2 separate regions of the Zea mays genome follow, and region 2 is linked to region 1. A link is a contact called in public Hi-C data. All regions are on one chromosome and are shown on one strand. Each heading gives the region's core, a stretch centred on a gene start, on an enhancer-like site or on the middle of the called end of the contact. The rest is flanking DNA. Distances are from core to core; before and after follow the strand shown. Region 1 holds the start of LOC103653170 (F-box protein At5g39450). Region 2 holds the start of LOC103653171 (probable L-type lectin-domain containing receptor kinase S.5).

The links. A called contact is a pair of places that touch in the nucleus more often than the background predicts.
Region 2: a contact with region 1 is called in a Hi-C map of tassel, with 7 times the contacts expected there. The contact joins the promoter of LOC103653171 here to the promoter of LOC103653170 in region 1. A contact is called at or near these places in 3 of 25 Hi-C or Micro-C datasets (ear, leaf and tassel).

What each region holds. Positions count from the first base shown.
Region 1 is chr4:42,456,846-42,459,871 of Zm-B73-REFERENCE-NAM-5.0, forward strand. LOC103653170 (F-box protein At5g39450) reads right to left here and starts at 1,397. Exons shown (of 2, transcript XM_008680132.4): 1 at 1-1,397. The coding sequence starts at 1,290. It overlaps LOC100283849, which reads left to right and starts at 2,274. Exons shown (of 4, transcript NM_001156747.1): 1 at 2,274-2,588. The coding sequence starts at 2,400.
Region 2 is chr4:42,606,966-42,609,991 of Zm-B73-REFERENCE-NAM-5.0, forward strand. It overlaps LOC103653171 (probable L-type lectin-domain containing receptor kinase S.5), which reads left to right and starts at 1,506. Exons shown (of 2, transcript XM_008680133.4): 1 at 1,506-3,026. The coding sequence starts at 1,871.

The DNA of each region.
Region 1 (3,026 bases), core at 147-2,646:
AACATAGTGTGTTCCCTCCAACACCTTGGTCGCGATCAGCTGAAGCTTCCCCTCACTGTCCTCTTCATATGAGAGTAGCAGAAAGAAGAGAGCCTTCTTGGGCTTGCATCCATCGTCTGGCCGCCCCGGTGGCCACCCGAATGTGCCTCCCCACAGACCGGCGTACTCCCTTCCCGGCATGGGCGCCTGCACCCTGAGCTTGTAGAGCGCGAACCGGTTGTCATGCATGCTCGGCCACGCACGGTAAGTGGACAGCCGCATTCTTGCGCCGCGGAGGCTCAGCCCGACACTCTCCCCGTCGTGTAGGAAGTCAGACAAGGAGAGATGTTTGGCGTCCACATTGTCGGCCCTGGAATTTGCAGACACTGACCGTGTGACCATCTGGCGCAGGCCGTTCCTGAAATACCCCGCCACGGCAGAGAGGCTCCTCCGCAGGGGAATCCTGTGCCCACCGTCGGTCGTGGTCGTCGTTGTCGCCTTCTTCCTGGCTTCCAGAAGGAGGCCCTGGACCTCCGGCGTGCGCACCATGCCCCCCGCGGACTCCCTGTGCAGGCGCAGCATGGCCTCCCGGCGCGCGGCGAGCAGCGGGAGGTCGTCCTCGGAGCACGCGAAGAGCGGGGCGTCGACGAGGTCGGGCGGCAGCGTGACCCGACAGGCGGCGACGAGGGAGTCGAGCAGGCGGCGGCGGTCGCCGAAGGAGAGGCGGGCGAAGCGGTGTGGGCTGGAGGAGGAGGAGGAAGCGAACGGATCCCTGGCGATGTGCGCCTCGAGAAAGATGACGTTGGCGTGGGGCTGCAGGGAGGCGAGCAGGCCTGGGAAGAGGTGGGCGTGGTGGTGGCCGTGGAGGAAGAGGAGCGCGGGGCGGCCGTGGGCGTCGGCAAGGAGCTCGAAGACGGGCGCCCAGCGGAGGCGCGGGGAGAGCTCCTGCGGTATGGCGCGGGCGGCGACGACGGAGAGGAAGCCCGGGACAGCAGCGACGAGGTTGCCGAGCTCGGGGTTCTGGTGCGCCCAGAGGCCGAGCAGCGGCGCGGCGGAGTGGAGGAAGCGGCAGACGGCGAGGGAGGAGCCCGCGGCGGCGGCGCGCCACGCGAGCAGGTGCGGCTGCGAGGGCAGCAGGCGGCGGCACTGCGCCAGCCACGCCTTGTCGGCCGAGAGCGCGCGGCGGAGGCGGCGGGACGCGGCGGACAGCGCGAGGAGGTCGCGGGGTCGGAGGTGCGCCGAGATGAGCGCCAGCACGTCCTCCGGGAGGGAGAGGATGAGGTCGGCGCCGTCCCTGGCGACGGCGAGCATCGTGGGGATTTGGGGTGGGTGGGTGGGGAGCTGCTCTGTTCCCTCCCTCAGATTTCTTCTTCCTCCTCGCCCACCACGATAATAATTCCTCCTCGGCGTCGTCGTCGTGGTCGGGGAGGTTTATAAATAAAAAAATATTAATCCGGACGGCATCAGTCTCGTGTCCACTACTATCAGACCGAACGCACACGCACCACTGAAGCTGCTATCAATAACCCCCTAACTTTAGAAATTAGAATTGGACCTGCTGCTTTCCTTCCACTTTTTGGATAATCGTTTATTATAAACCACTTATGCAAGAATAAGAACCGTTTACTCCCAAGTTTGAAAATTTTGCTTTCACAAACTGCCTTGCTAGAATTCAAATGCTTAAATTTTAGTTTTAGAAGGGTTCATCATTCTCACGAAATGACAATGCATTTGCCATTCATCTTATTATCTTATTATTGTGACGGCAACTAGTTAAATTTTCACTTTTAACTACTGGATAGGAAGGTATCTTAAGGCTTATTTAAGAGCAAGAATATTGGATGGATTGCCGGGGCAAAATTTATCTTGCTATTTAAAATTTAATAGAAGATGATTTTAGACCCTCAAATCATTGGTTTCAAAATTTAATAGTAAGATGATTTTAGTTTCTTCAATTTTCTTCGGTATCGTTGCTCTCAAAAAGCTCAAGTGCTTTTGAGAACTGAGGCATGTATTCTAATGACTAATTTTAAGTCCCTATATTTTATTCGCTAAATTATTAAATATAAAAATTAAAACTCTATTTTAATTTTCGTATTTGATAATTTAGGAACTAAAATAGAATAAAATGAAGAGTCTAAAATTACTCAGGAAATTAGACCAATGCAAAAGTTTTTTTTCAGGAAAAGGCATCATTTTTTTGGAGAATTGAAAACGGTGGGACAGCACTTTTCCGAGAGAAAATACGGGGCCAGCCCATCTTTAAACGGGCCTCGGTTGGCTTTGGCCTAACCCATTTTCATGAAGCCCAGTAAGGGAAGGGAGAGCCGATTCATTTGCATTTTTCTGAGCAGATGCAGATCGATCCCGAGTTCCGCTGACTGCAGAGGAGAGAGATCTAGAGCGAGGGAGGGAGGGAAATGGGCCACGAGGCTGCGGCGCCGGGGTCGTCGGTGCTCGGCCGCGCGGTGGAGGAGGTGCGCTCGGCCCTCAACGAGCACGCCGACGTGGTTGCCGACCTCTTCGGTCGCGTCTCCTCCGAAGTGCGCACCGGCTTCGCGCCCGCCGTCGACTCCTTCGTTGGCTTCTTCCACGCCGTCGACTGGAAGGTATACGCGCCCGCGCTCCGCCCCCTCCCGTCGTGGTTGATGGAATGAAATCTCTATATTGTTCTTATGCGTGCTTGGATCTAGCTACGCTGCTATGTATGCTTCGTTAGTCGTCAAAAGGTCATTAGATGCCATCACACTGTTGGATTTGACTCCATGGTCTGAAACTTGCTTGCTTGAGGTTAACTGGTTAAGTGACGATGGATCAAATTAGGAAAGGGAATTACGGATCATGCCATTCCTTGTTCTAAAAGTAGCAATGAAGCAATCCATAGCGGAGTACGCCTATTTCCTTTGTTTGGCTTCCTTCTCGTCAAATTGTTATTATGCACCAACACTCATTTTGGGGGACCTCATCCCTCGTTCAACTCTTGGATTATTCAGGCAGCATGTTTGCTATTGATCCTTCAACCTACCTTAGGGGCGATATAAACTTTG
Region 2 (3,026 bases), core at 256-2,755, 150 kb after region 1:
CGTTATTCCAGATGAACAATGAGACATATATCTTGAAGAATATGCTTGAGATATGAGGGATAACGACTTTGACAGATGTCATCGTCATGGGGAGCGAATGCTTATATTGATCACAACCGTGAGACAATAAATGTCATATTCTATGCCCTGAAGGCGTGAGCTTGATGATCAATATGTGAACCTTTATGGAACTTTCTATCAAATATATAGATCTAGTCGATCGAACACCATCAGTCAAAGTGGCTTATTTATATTGATACGTGCACTTACCTCGTATATTCTAGAAGTGAGTAGAGGTAAAGTTCCTGAAATAGTCCTTGCAAGGATATGGAATCCATTTGCTAAATCTTTATGTGCATATACTTCTAGAAGAAGATGTTTTGCCTTATTGATATGGTTTTGCAAGGATCAGGGGGAGCACATTTCTAAAGTTAGCCCTTGTAGAAGATTCGATAGAATCTAGATCCCAAAGGATCGAAATCTGTCCCGATGATAGTTGTTGTACTCTTTTTCCCTTGGTGAGTTTTCTTGAAGTTTCTCACATTAGGTTTTTAATGAGGCAACAAAGTGCAAATACAATTTGTATCACCATGCACTCTTTCTCCACATTTTTCCCACTGGGTTTTTCGGAGTTTTAACGAGGCATGTGTTGGTCGCGGTATTCGCCCAAGGGGGAGTGTTAAGTAACCCTAGTTAGGGTTATGTGGGCAAATACCTGCTTTGCCCCTGAGGGGTCTCACATCTCTATATAAGGAACTTGTACACCACCTCATAATACAGAGATGAGAAAGTGGTCAGAGGCCCAGCCCTATATAATGTGTCTCGTGTGTTTCATTTGTCGTACTTATGGGAAGGGAGACGGGTTCTCTACAACTTCTTGCGTCTAATCTGCTGAAGGAAGGGAAGGGAGCGGATCTGGTGATCCGTGGTAACGTAGTTCTCAACAGAATCGTGTCTCTGTCTCTTGTTTGAAGATTATTGCAGCATATATATCATAATTCAGTGCGGGCCAACACGACATGAGCCCATCGTGCCTTGGGCCTTAAGTCTTCGGGCCGACATGACCTTTAATATTTTTGGGGCGAGTCGTGCTAGACCAAACACTTAAAATCTAAGACCGACACGACACTAAAGCATGTCGTTCTTATCTTGGGTCAAGCCGGTCCAGGCATGGACCACAACCAAGTAAGCCATCTTGAAGACAACATATATACAATGTAGGCCAATATATTTTCGTTATCGCGTTTTTACATGACTTTTCGCTGTCGGGCCGGACCGAACACGACTCAATCACTCGTGTCGGGCCAGGTGGCATGATGAGCTGAAAATGAAAGCCCAGCCTAGTTCTATATTCGTGTCGTGCTGGCACGACCCAATATATTTCGTTTCGGGTCGTGCTTCCACGTACGTGCAAGTACCAGGACAAGGAACGAACTGGAAGTTTCATTGCGTTGCAATCGCATGCAGATGGTACCTGCCCGGTGGGAGCCCCGGACCAACTCAAGCATGCATACGTACATGCGCCTACGTACACATTTCTTCTTCTTCTTCATGTGGTCAAGCTTGGTTGCAGCATATGGCGTCAACGCAGCTGCAAGAAGCTAGGAGAGGAGAGGGCAGCTGGGCAGGACAGGAGCAGACAGCAGACACTGGTGGCCGACTGGCCGTGGTGAACGCAGCAGCTTTGGCACTGCAAAAGCTCCAGTTTTTATTTTTTTATTTTTTTACACGGGTCATCTTTTACAGGTAGGCGAGCGAAGCGAATCTGGGAATAAGGAGGGCGGCTGGACGGACCGCAGGCCGCCGCACTGCACACGGCCGCCAACAGCGCTTGTCTCGCCCGGTCGCCCCCTCTCGCGCGCGGTCCTTGATGGCCCGTGCCCGTTTCCTCCTACACCTGCTCGTCCTCTCCGCCGCTTGCGTCTCCACCAATGCCGCCGCCACCGGGTTCAGCTTCTCCCGGTTCGTGAGCGCGGACCGCGGCGCCAACGTGACGGTGCTGGGCGACGCCAACATCGACCAGGGCGCGCTGCAGATCACGCCGGACTCGCTCAACGACGCCGCCACCTACCTCACCCACAAGTCCGGCCGTGTGCTGTACGCCACCCCGTTCAGGCTCTGGCACCGCGAGGAGGCCGGTGGCCGTCACGGCAGCAGCAGCAAGCTGGCCAACACCACCGCCGGGGGCAAGAGGGTGGCGTCCTTCAGCACCGTCTTCACAGTCAACGTGTTCCGGCCCAACGGCACGGAGCCCGCGGAAGGGCTGGCGTTCGTGATCGCGCCGTCCGCGGAGGGCCCCCCCGCGGGGAGCTCCGGCGGCTACCTCGGCCTCACCAACGCGTCCACCGACGGCGACGCCGCCAACCGGATCGTCGCCGTGGAGCTCGACACCGAGAAGCAGCCGTATGACCCGGACGCCAACCACGTCGGGCTCAACGTCCACAGCGTCGTCTCCGTCGCCACCGCCTCGCTCACGCCGCTCGGCGTCCAGATCTCGCCCGCCGCCCCCGCCACCAAGTACGACGTCTGGGTCGACTACGACGGCGCCGCGCGCCGCGTCGCCGTGCGCGTGGCCGTGGCGGGGACCGCGAAGCCCCCGCGCCCGGTCCTCGCCGCGCCGCTCGACCTCGGGGCGGCCGTGGCCGAGTGGTCCTACTTCGGGTTTGCCGCGTCGACCGGACGCAAGTACCAGCTCAACTGCGTCCTGGCGTGGAACATGACGCTGGAGAAGCTCCCGTCCGGCGACGACGGCGGTGGCAGGAGGCGGGCGCTCGGGCTCGCCGTGGGCGTCGCCGTCGGAGTGGCCGTGGGCGTGGCCGCGGTGGCCGTCGTCCTGGCGTACGTGTGCGTGGCGAAGCGACGGAAGGCGCGCAGCGGCGAAGGCAGCGGCAGCGCCATCACCGGCACCATGATCCGGAGCCTGGCCGGCGGGCCGCGCGAGTTCGAGTATCGCGAGATCCGCAGGGCCACCAACAACTTCGACGACAGGATGAAGCTGGGGCAGGGCGGGTACGGGGTCGTGTACC